2 separate regions of the Mus musculus genome follow, and region 2 is linked to region 1. A link is a contact called in public Hi-C data. All regions are on one chromosome and are shown on one strand. The core of a region is the stretch at or near the end of the contact, and the rest is flanking DNA. Distances in the headings are between cores, read along the strand shown.

Region 1 (6,101 bases), core at 2,476-4,975:
TAGATGTTTTGGTGCGATTGCAGCTGTTAATCTTTAATGGATTTGCTAGCTCTCTCAAGAAAAATTTTTCTTGCCTCTTTCTGGAATTTTCTTCCGCTGGTGGAGGTGAGATATAAAGATATAGACAAGAAGAACAGTATTTCTAGCAGAAGAGTACACTGTGAATCTATTCATTACCTGCAGGGCCATCACCAATTCAGGAAGGAATGGCCTGAAGTGACAAATACAGGAATGTTCTACTTTTTTCTGTGCTCAGAATTCAGTTTAGCAGGCTTTTGTGATTCTTCCCATATTTCTGCCTGGGTTGACATCCTCTAGTCTGACTATAAGAAAAAGAAATGTCAACTTTTTATCCTCCATCATCTTTTCCTAAACCTAGAGTATTCTCCAGTTCTTGGACACCTTTTGCCCTCAAATTTTTGCCTTTACCCCCTAAAGCAAGGTGTTAGTCTGTTGTAATGGATTTAATAAATCCAACTCAGTGTCCGGTAAATAGATGATGTTCCATAGTGATTGAAATTGACTACCTATATGATCTGTTCTGTGGCAATTTTTCACAAGAGATGTCTTGGGCCACACTTTAGTTAAAAACAGTATTGGAGTGTTTTATTTTAATTTAATTGGAAATATATAGAATATGGTTGTTTCTCATTGCAAAAATTACATGTAAGGTCTAGAAAACATCTGTAAAATTATAAATAAGGCAAAGAAGAAATTTAAAATTCCTCTATCCAGCATTATACCCCACCCCTATAGTCGGTCTATGGATCTGTTAACATACATCTTTAAATGAGACAGAGTAAATGAAAATCATATTTTAAAAGTCCATGAGTAGGTTCAGCTTTGGAAGTTAGGAATTACGCTGCCATCTTTCTTTGTTTTCTCTCTCTCTTACTGTTTAGTTCCCCATTCCCCCCCCCCCCCCCCCCAGGTTCATCTTCCTCCATGTTCTTATGCTTTGTTTTAGTTTTGGTTTTGTGACCCACTGAGGTTAAGCAAGGCTGCCCACTTGGGCATGGGTATGAAGCATAAGCACCTTACCAGTTGTTACATCACTGAAAACAGTGACTTCCTCTTCCTCAACAGCCTTCACCTGACAATAGCTCCCCAGGGAGGAGCCCTAAGGCCTTGTCCTCATCTATGATTTGGTGTTGATAGACCCAGACTAAGTGTTGACAGACCCGGGCTGTATATTTCTTGATGCCCTGGTATATAATTAAACAAAAGGTCTGGGATGCTGACATCAAGTGGTGAACAGCTTAAGGTCCTAAAAAAGGGCTTACATAATTTTCTATATTATTAATTTTGAGACCAGAGTTTAAAATATTTAACATTACTGTGACAGGGCCATTATAGAAACAGGGGACTTAGTGCCTTTCCAGTGAGAATAATTTTTTGATTACCTTTAGTTTTGCAAAAAATAAGCCACTCAACATGATCAACTATACATAATTAAATTATCTTTATTTCTTTTTTTTTTTTTTTTGCTTGGGAAAAATCAGAAAAAGTGTATTTGTGATAATCTATAATATTATTGTGAGTCTAAAACCCTTAATGGAGAGCATTTATTGCTACTTCACTGACTTTGCCAGCAAAGACGGATTAAATGGCAGTGGGGCCAGATTCCTACTTGTAGCTATCACCTCTGGTCTGCCCAGAGCCTGAATAGACTGAATAAGCCTCAGCTCACAAAACATGGAGGGGAGCTGTCACCTGTACAGTGCTTGTCTTTGCTTCTTTCCTGAAGCTTTTCAGACTTCAGGTACTTACAGATCTTGTGCATGGGTGACTTAGAACACTGAGAAAATTAATATCCCTGATGCAAACTCTGGAGCCATGGAGCCAGAATCAGTCTAGAAAACTCCATTTTACCTCTAATAATAATTCTATGAAAACCCAGTACATTGCTCAAATCTCGAAGAAATGTGTATGCTCTATGGTTTTTTCCATCTCTATTCACAGTAGCCAAGGTATGGGGACTAATACAATATATTTTGTGTGTGTGTGTTTGTTATGTATGTGTGTATGTATGTATGCATGCATGTATAAGGAAAGAATTCCTGCCATGTGTGACAATATCTATAAACCTGAGGACATTGCTGTATGAAGTAAGACAAAACGGTGCATGGATTCGGTGTTATATGGTTTGTAAGTCAGGGACCTCACAGGAGCTCAGACTAGTCACTCCAGGCCTTGGGAGAATGTCAAGCTGATAAATCACTCAAGGGGTCTAAGGCTTTAGTAAAGTAAGAGGAGTAAGCGCCAGGGACCAGCCGTATGACAACACACCTGTAATTAGCAATGCTGGGCTGTACTTTAAAACCTTTCCGAAAGGGGAGATCTCACATTAAATGCTGTTCCACAATATGAAAAATAATAACACTCTGGTAATGGAAACAAGGGTGCGTGTGCAGTGAACAAGGAAGTAGCTTGCGAGAATGCCACAGAACAAAAGGCTGGCTAGCATCCAGAGTTTCATGTAAAGTTTTCTATCTGCTATTCTAAAGCAGAAGGCTTAGGTTGATGAAGCCGTCATATTTTCTCAATAGTTTAAAATGAGTTATTCCCTTCAGAGTCACACCTTCCTTCACTTCCCTAGTGCTGTATTAAAGTGTTGTCCTCTCATTGCCGATATCTTTGCTGCCAGGGACTGTCTCACGTTGTGCTGCTGAACTGTCAACAGAACATGGGTAAATGGAAACAGTATTCATTTGTTAGCATTCCTTCTAGGCTTCTCCCAGTTACCTGGCTATTGCCAGGTATGCCTGACTCGCTATAAAAGGAGCTGTTTGCCCCTTCTCACTCTCTTACTCTCTTATTCTCTGTCCCTTCTCTCCCCATTCTTCTCCCCCTCTCTTTCATGGCCTGCTTCTACTCCTCCACTCTGTCTCTGTCTGTCTCTGTCTCCCTGTCTCCCTGTCTCCCTGTCTCCCTGTCTCTCTCTCTCTCTCTCTCTCTCTCTCTCTCTCTCTCTCTCTCTCTCTCTCTCTCTCTCTCTCTCTCTCTCTCTGCCTCTACTCCATCAACTCTCCGCCCCATGCCCTAAAGAAACTATTCCGCCGGACGTGGTGGCACACGCCTTTAACCCCAGCACTCGGGAGGCAGAGCCAGGCGGATTTCTGAGTTCGAGGCCAGCCTGGTCTACAAAGTGAGTTGAGGACAGTCAGGGCTACACAGAGAAACCTTGTCTCAAAAAAAAAAAAAAAAGAATCTCTATTCCATACTATATCCGTTTTATGGATGGTACCTCAGGGGGAAGGAATACCTCAGCGTGGGCCCTCAGAGGCACCCCATTTCCCCTGCACCTGATACTGCGCCTCTACCAAACATATCCTGGTTGTTTTTTTTTTTTTTTTCTTTCTTCCTTTTTATAAAATACAACATCCCACTAGCAAAGATAGTGATGAGAACTGTATTATAAACGCATACCAATTAAAGTGTGGCATACTGTTTAAATTAAAATTGCAGTAGCAAAGTGGCTCTCATTTTAAAACCACATCATTATAGGCTCAGAGAAAACCAAAACCTTCTACTATTTTCCAGACAAATATAAAACGTTTATTACAATTCATTACTTAGACTTCTTTTATAATGCTGCCCACATGTGGAAGTCTATTGTAGACTTCAAAACAAGTTGACCCTTGGCTACTTTGTGGATCATGTAGCTAAGCTGCTAGAACAAATGCAATCAGACACCTGGAAAGAGCAGAAGAACTCTGTCAGATGGCAAATTCCAATAAGAGGTTAGAATTAGTTACCTGCAGAAGATTTGCAGAAAGAAAAGGCATCCTGCAGTAAGAGGACTTGTTCTCCGCCTGCTTCTGCTCAGGTGCACGTGCTGTGGGGGCGCTGCTGAAGGAAGGACATTAACAGGTAAATGATTGGGGTTCTGAAATAATTTTACCCCATATAGGCAATGGACTTCACAGTTTTATGTTTAAAGATATTGGCATTGCTTATGTTAAATATTTATTATAAATATGGATCTATAAACATAAAATGTAACCATGCACACACAAGCTTACATGTATCTACATTCAATTTGATGATTTCTAGCAAACACTGAAAGTGTCTTCAATATATTCAATAAACAGGACACATTAAGCAGCTTTGGTGGGTGTTTGTGAAAAGATAGCTGTTATGATTGCTAACCTATGGTTATTGCTTAAAAATACCATAAAACCTTCAAGAGATCAAAGGAAAAATTTAAGTTTTCAGGGCATTTTTATAAGGCACTATTATTTCTCAGACATAGGGGTTTATTCAAGATACAAACAGGCTTGGTTTGGCTGACTGAAACATGTGCCGTGGTCCTTGTAGTTCCTTGTTTACCTCCTATCTAGGCTTTCAAAAGAGTTCCTTGATTTGGTCAACATTGGCACAGTGTAAAAGGTCACTCTGATACAGCAGAGATTTCATTACTGCCTAAGCTTGTAGTCATGAAATGCGATTCCACCCCACAGGGTTTCAGATGGACACATTTTCTATACATTTCATCTCACTTCAGCATATTTACAAATATTAAACATAATTACAATTATGTGGTTGTCCTGAGGTATGATTACAGCTCAGAGGATCATTGGTTTGGCTGTTTTCTGCTGTGTTTTATTTTATTTACATTTCATGGTCATAAGCTTTATTCTCTAGTAAGGTTTATTCAACCCCCACTCATGACATCCTCCAAGGCAGAAATAATTTCAAAGATTTTTATCCACTTACTTGCTTACTTCAGAAAACAAATCTGATTGTGTAAGATTTCACCATTTCTAAATTAGTGTGGTTGTGGTCAACAGGAATCCCTGCATTCAGAAAGTTGAGACAGGAGGATAGATAGTTGAAGACCAGCTACCACCAAATGAGAACCTGTCTCAAAAAGAAATTTCAGTTCTCTTTTAAGGAAAGGTTCAGTCCCAAGTTTAGCAGCTGGGAAAGAGGGAGAGCAAGGAGGGAGCTGATTTGCTCTGGGTCCTGGGATCAAAGTTGTGGTAAAAGAAAAAGATACTGAAAAAAGGAAGGCAAAAAAGAGAGAAAATAGAATGAAATGGAAAGTAAAATGTAATATTTATATTTTAAAATAAAAAAAGGCACGTTGGAAATAATACACACACACACACACACACACACACACAGAGAGAGAGAGAGAGAGAGAGAGAGAGAGAGAGAGAGAGAGAGAGAGAGAGAGATTGATTTAAGCTCATGGATGTTTTCTTAGATGCCATGCATTGCATGTATTGAAATGGTATTCTTCCCTCTAAATACGGCTGAACTAGCTTAGTGTTGCTTCTTGAGGCAACACCTCTCTTTGCTTGATGTTTCATAGGAGTGTATCATTGCAACCTCTATGCTATTCACCTGCTATTGTCAATATTTAAGTCAGTGAGGGCTTGTTTTGAGAGGAAAGATCATAGTCATTGAACCTAAATTTCGTGACTAAATTGATCAATAATGTAAAGCAGTAGAGAGATTTATAAGAAATCTGGGCTTTTATCATTGACTCCTTTAAACAAACAAGATTACTCTAGTAAGACTTCAGACTTGCTGTCCATTGTTAATAAGCATTTGAGTATCTGTGTGTGCCCATTTGTGCATTTGCAGGAATTAGATCTGAACATTGAGATCTAATAGATTGCCCTGGGTGTGGGTTGAATGATATATTCAGGCACGAGTGGCTATATGTGTACATTAGCTTCTGACAGTCTAGAATTCATGCAAGATGGAGAGCCTTCTGTTCCCCCTCATTCAGCTACAAACCATTAAAGAGAGAGGCTTATTCTCATCTCATCAACTCTATCCATTTCAGAGTCCAGACTAAACTGATACTGAATATTTTACATTAAAGAGGAAATTTTTTCTGAGCTCAGGCATTGAAAACACATTCCTTTTTTTTGGGGGGGGTGCAGTAAATTTTATTTATGATACGCAAGAGAGTAGGGATGGCTCCCTAGGCCCATCTTGTTATTATGGGGGTCTGGGATGGAAATTGTGAGGAAGATGCTCAGTCTTGGGGGACAAGTTGGGGCAGGGACTCCTCAGCAACGGAGGGCCTCTCTCTTGCTCTCAGTGTCCTTTCTGGCATGTGCAGTCCAGGGTTTCTTATTCCT
Region 2 (6,101 bases), core at 2,299-4,798, 220 kb after region 1:
AGTTCCAGTCCTGACTTCCTTCAGTGATGAACAGCAATGTGGAAGAGTAAGCTGAATAAACCCTTTTCTCCCCACCTTGCTTCTTGGTCATGATGTTTTGTCCAGAAATATATGCCCTGACTAAGACAGATACCAATGTGGGAAGGAAAAAAACTGCTTCAAGTTTTATATTCAGGGAAACATTATCATAAGCAAAGCACAAACCATAAAGAAAGCACAAATTTTTCATAAAAATATTTGAAAATTTGATGTATAACTTTCTACTGAAATTCTCTGGCTGGGAGAGCATCAGTATGAGGTTCAGAGACGACATGTACAGTAAGAACACATAGAGTATTCAAACCAACAGTGAGGATGGTGGATAATTAACGAAGAAGTTCCTGGAAATTCCTTATCAGACAGAAGAGAGAAAAGCAAATTTGTATACAACTGTAATCCTACAGCTGACATTTACTCTGAGCACAAATCATGTATCCCTTGCGTCTAGAAAGAGGGAGGATTTGGCTGTGGTCTGTTTGCTATACTCTTTGTTGCATGGGAAACACATTCTTAATTGTCAAGAAAGCTAACAAGGTTTCTAAATTTAAGACTTATTACTTAAATATATAAAAACTGCTTAGTTACAATTTTATGTCTATGAATTTAAAATGTTTCTTTTTTTCTTTTTCATGAAAATGAAGTTTGTTATAACTGCTACATACGTACATAAAATGTATTTCAGGGAGCTATCATGGGATGTTTCACTGTACGTACCAATATGTAAATTTAAATCAGGCAAAAAAAATCTGTCTCCAATATTTTTCATTTGTAACTAAAATACTAAATAATCCATGTTTTCTTGCTTGTAATATAGATCACATTACTGCCCACAACTGTGCAGTGACACTGGGGAGTGAACCCCTTACTTTTCCTAACAACTTTAGCACCATCAACAACCTCTCCTCCCCACCTCCCCCCTGCCCCCAGCCTCCAGTAACCGGCTTCCCCTCAGTTTCCCTTGGCAATGCTCTGGCTGTTTGCTTTCTTATTAATGCAACATTTTCTCATACATAAATTTCATCTGTCATCGCTATTTTGTTTTAATGCTTAGTGATGACACTGCAGTAAGGTGGTTGTGGTTGGACTGAAACTACTACCATGGGCGTCTTACCAGCCCACCAGGAAATTGTCTTCATAAAAGACATTTTTTAGCACAGCCTGGAAGTTCTCAGTCACAGACAGTGACTCCTGGGATGTTTCTTTGCATTTATAGATTAAGTGTATTTCTTGAAGAGTTAAGACTAGAAAACAAACAAACAAACAAACAAACAAACAAACAAAACTAAAAATGACCTGAAAGAACATCCAAAGACTCTCCTTTCCTTTCAGCTGTGATGTCATGGTATCTGACACTAAACTACTCTCAATTACGAAACTTTAGATAAAAGTAAACAAACAAAAACTGGAAAACTGTTTCAAAGTAGTCAGTCATATCTATTCCTCATTGCCTTGGACATGAAGTCTTCTAATTTGATATCAAGAAAGCAATTAAGCTTCATGTAGTCTTTATATTTCTAATTAAGAATGTGTTCCTTTTAAGAATAAAACTTTTCATGGAAATGAGTTAGGATCATAGCATTTATTAATGTGTCTTAAACATTTATAGGGAATATGCACTATGTCCTGTACCATAATTCAGCATAATTTGGGGTTAGGCTGTTTCTTGTCCTATTTCTTGATGTAATGAGAGCAACAATTACCCAAATAGTGAGAGGTTCTAGCAGATCTCTGAAGCTGCTGAACATAAAATGGTAGTGACTATATACATTGGGCAACTTCAGAGAAATAGATGGCCTGTTTATTTATACTCACTAGCCTTTATACCCCACCCTTAGTCTGTATCACTTAGATGGCCACTTCTTAAAAGCTCCCGAGAGAGAGAGAGAGAGAGAGAGAGAGAGAGAGAGAGAGAGAGAGAGAGAGAGAGAGAGAGAGAGAGAGAGATTTTGGCCTGTCTTGCATAATACCTACTATAGTTGTCACCAAGGTTCTCTGCATAGTTTTGCCCTTCTTATACCCTTGGCAAAGACAGTATTTCCAGACCCTATTGCTAGTAAAGACAGAGCCTCAGCCTACGTCTTTAACACCAAATAAGGCACTGTGCCATAGACTTAATGTTCTTCTTATTTTATTTGGGTTTCACAGAGTGAGGCTTGCAAAGAGTCTTGAGGCATACAAATTTATTTTGTAGGAGAAATTCAGGTTCTCAAATTACTGATTTTTCAAATTTTATTTTCATGGAATTTCCAGGAATTGTTTAGTTTTATGGACTGAACTTTTATTTTTGTTTCTTTTCTTCTCTCTGTCTCTCTGTCTCTGTTTCTATCTCTCTCTTTCTCCTTCTCTGCTTTGTTTTAATTTCTATAGATGCACATACCTTTGTTCTTTTATTCATTAATAAACCAATATGAATTACATTAGTATTCTGTTCATTTCATCCTTTATCATTTTTATATAATATCCTTTTCTGCTTTGGAATTCTATCTGGGATATCACAATCCATTTAGATATTATGTCTTTATGGATTTCTCTAGGACATGACAGTTTCTTAGTCACTCTTTGGTTTTGTCAATGTGATGGTTTTGAATTTTATTGGTTCATAGAACTTCTCTGAATTTTCGAATATCTTGAGATTAGTTAATCAGATGATAGCCAGAAGGTAGTAAGTGACAATTTAAAACTATATGATTACTACAGATTAGTTGAAGGAAATTAGGAAGAATTAACTATTTGCAGATTTTAGGGGGTAGAGAAAACGAGTAACAATTAGAGGGTGCAGGGGTTGGTTATTAATACTTGATCTTTGGTGTTGTTTTAAAAATCCAATTATGAATGATAGAGTTTCTGATTTAAAAAAAAAGCTTTCTGAGACTTTATTGCTCAAATTGTCTCTGATTTGGATAGGTAGCCATCAGTTTTTACTCTAAAAAAAGGAAAGACAAAACGAGCAAGGCCGTCTTCATCAGTGAGCAAGTGCCGTGACCGCTTTCAACTGAATTGCAGTTCCCACTGCTGTCATTTCTTCTTGGACGCACTCATGAACAGATTGCTTTTGCATAACTGCCTCGCCATCTGGTGGCAACATGTGGAAACGAGAAGGATCAGTCTGGAGATGTGAGCTGAGCAAGCTCTTTCCCTTGAAGAGGATACTTGATGAGATATACCACTTTTCTAAAACATTATACCATCATAATTTTACACCTTTATTGACCAACCATGTTTACCAAATTGACTCTCTATGTCAAGGGGAAGGCCAGTTTCTGAATCTCATATTCTAGCTGAAAATGACTTTGGTAAAATTTTCTAAGATTTCTAATCTGGCTTCCTGTGACACTCTCTTATTTATTTATTTTCAGAAACCACAAATTACAAGTCCTTGACAAATAATCATAAAATAAGTATTAGGCATATTGATTATTATGAAACATGTGTGAAATGTGTAACCCTCATAGTCCATCAAGCCAATGAAAAGGAGCAGAAATTGTTTCAATATTAGCTTAGGCCTACCACTAACTATGGTTGTCTGTTCCAAGTAGAATTTGTACCCTCCTTTGGTTTGTCTCAGAGATAGCATGGGCATGGATCAGCTACCATGATAGTGATTCAGCTACCATGTATAGCACGTCCTGGGGAGACAGGGACACAAAGCAGGTGCTGGAAGATGTAATTTTTGCTGGCTTCACTTTTGATTTTGAAATGTCTGTTGGCTCATTCTTGCATCAATCACAGAACTATTGTTTATAGTCTTCTGCTTACCAGACATGTTCCAGTTCACTGCTCCTTCTCTGGACCCTGAAAAACAGAGAGTGATACAAAAATATGTTGGAATTAATTTTGTGTTTCTGGATTCTTGAGAAACATACATCCATCATTCTTAGAAGCAATACACATTGAGCAAGTCTTTTCAAGAAAGAAGAGTAGATTTGATGGATGGAAGGAGAGATTACTTAAATTCCAGTGTCCTGAGGGATGCCACACATGTTTCAGGGGAGCATGTAGTTGTATAACTCCTGACTACTGGATATGGGAATTCTTATGCCTTCTAACCACTGTATTTTGCCTTACCCTGGAGTTAGAGTTGGTAAACATTTCCTAAACCACAGACTCATTGATTGAGACTATTCTCAACTACATGTTAAATAAGATTTTTGCTCTTTAATTTATCGAAGAATGTTATTGAACGTCTGCTTCATAACCTCAGATAAGTAGGTCACTGGTAATGGTAATAACTTGATGACTGTCTTGTAGGTGTTTGCATTGTGTCAAACATGGCCTGCCATTCAAATGTACACTCAACAAATATTTTTAATGCTGTTTTGCACTAAATATATGTAGGTGTGTGACCTGTGGAGATCCAGCAAAAAGGCATAAACGTTCCTGCTCTCTGGAAACTTACAGTCTGGTGAAGAGAAGCAGACACACAAATGCACAAAACAAATGAGTAAAAAGAATTAGCCAGCACTGAAGGCTACTTTGGGCCATTTGGTCAGAAGCTAGCTCTGTCTGAACAATGAGAATCCTGTTAGATGTATATGTCACATGTATGTGAGTCCAGTTAAGGATCCAGCTAGGGCAGATGGAGGAAAACAAGCTTGTAATATGTTAGAGATAGCAATTCTTCAAATGAAGGTTTTTATTGTTCTTGGATCCATCCTCGCCAAGAAGAGACAGTTTTCAGCTAGCAATCTGACAACCCAGATCAACCCAGCTGTGTTCTGTACACCATCACATGGATTCACAATAACTTCTTGCTCAACATAATCCTGTACCCAGAGAGTAGCTTGAAAGAAGCCTGTGTGACCTTTGAGCATCTGTTGGGAATGTTAGCATAGTTTGCTTGTTGTACCAGACACTGCACACAAAGTTCTTTTGGTTTCATTTTCACAAGGAGTAAGTAGTATTTTTATTTTATAGACATGTGAGCTGTGCAACATGCCTCATAAACAGCTCAGATTTCACACTCAGATTTCTTTTGAACATCAAAGGAAAGAGAAACAGAAGAGCCATGGCCAGTGATACTCTGTTTAGAAGCAATCTTAACCTAGGGAGCCACTGAGGAGTCTTAGTATTCAGTAGGAACTATAGCCATGTGTCTGTGTCCAGCATGTACCTGCCTTCCCATACTCACCAACCTGCAGTAGTTGATACCTTCTCATTTCTGAAAGATGATATTTCTACAAAAATCACTCTTAATATAGGTGTGGCTCTGAAGGGGATATTCATTTAGCCTTAAAAAGTTAAGCCTCAGAAATTAAGAAAAAGATATATACGTATATATGTTTTTAAACTATGTAAAACAAGAAATGACCAATTTATGTTTTTTTGTTGTAAAAAAAAGCATTAAAAAAGAATGAAGTTATCTGCCAAGAAATTTGTCATTCATATGAAGTAAAAATAGTATAAGGTTATTCTTGTTGGAGTAAGTAGTTATGTATAATATAAATTTCCATTTTGAGAATGAAACTAAAAAAGAAATTCAGATTATCCCAGAACTGGGGAGATGGCTCAATAGTAAAGAAAAGGGTTTACTGCCCAAGCAAGTGGAGGGTTCTCCGGCACCTACCTAAATGCCAGGAGGGCATGGAGGCTTTGCTGTAATTCCACCACTCCTTCAGCAGAGACAAGGGTCACTGAAGCAAGCTGACTAACAAGAGTAACTGCAATAGCAAGGTCTGGGGTCACTGCGAGATACTGGTCAATTAACAATATAGCAGTGAGCAAGAAGACTTCTGTTACCTCCACATGCATGTGCAGAGGTTTGCACACTCAACCAGACACATAGATTCACACACGGACAGACATGTATACATATCACAGACACACACAAAAACACAAACAAAAAATAAACAGTTCAAGTGTATCAAATGAATCACTATGTGATGATCTTCATGCAGATCATTATTAATGTAGAACAAGGCATGTAATTAAACTTTGTTAAATTTTTCAAAACAAACCTGTGTTTTGAATACACTCATATTTGAAATATAAAGTGCTTTTCAGACAAAAGACAGCTCCTTTGAGCAAATGCAGTATACAGATGGTATAGGAGATTAATAGAAAAT

Evidence for each region. A called contact is a pair of places that touch in the nucleus more often than the background predicts.
Region 2: a contact with region 1 is called in a Hi-C map of liver, with 2.7 times the contacts expected there. The contact joins the enhancer-like site here to the promoter of A930001A20Rik in region 1. A contact is called at or near these places in 1 of 39 promoter capture datasets (the C10 cell line), 3 of 15 datasets of contacts at CTCF or cohesin (CD8 T cells, large pre-B cells and pro-B cells), 7 of 484 Hi-C or Micro-C datasets (the HPC-7 cell line, bone marrow-derived dendritic cells, embryonic stem cells and 3 more) and 2 of 115 datasets of contacts at active chromatin or transcription factors (CD8 T cells and embryonic stem cells).

The regions. Positions count from the first base shown.
Region 1 is chr3:14,967,476-14,973,576 of GRCm38.p6, forward strand. A930001A20Rik (RIKEN cDNA A930001A20 gene) reads left to right here and starts at 3,726. Exons shown (of 4, transcript NR_040550.1): 1 at 3,726-3,873. It also overlaps the pseudogene Gm7132.
Region 2 is chr3:15,191,458-15,197,558 of GRCm38.p6, forward strand. No RefSeq gene overlaps it. Among named protein-coding and RNA genes, the nearest start is that of Gm33819, 37 kb to the left of the region's middle. Within about 2 kb of position 3,549, at least 23 of the 459 cell types and tissues checked have an H3K27ac peak or open chromatin away from gene starts, as enhancers often do. A contact at or near this core is called in CD8 T cells, liver, pre-B cells and 1 more, where this site is marked.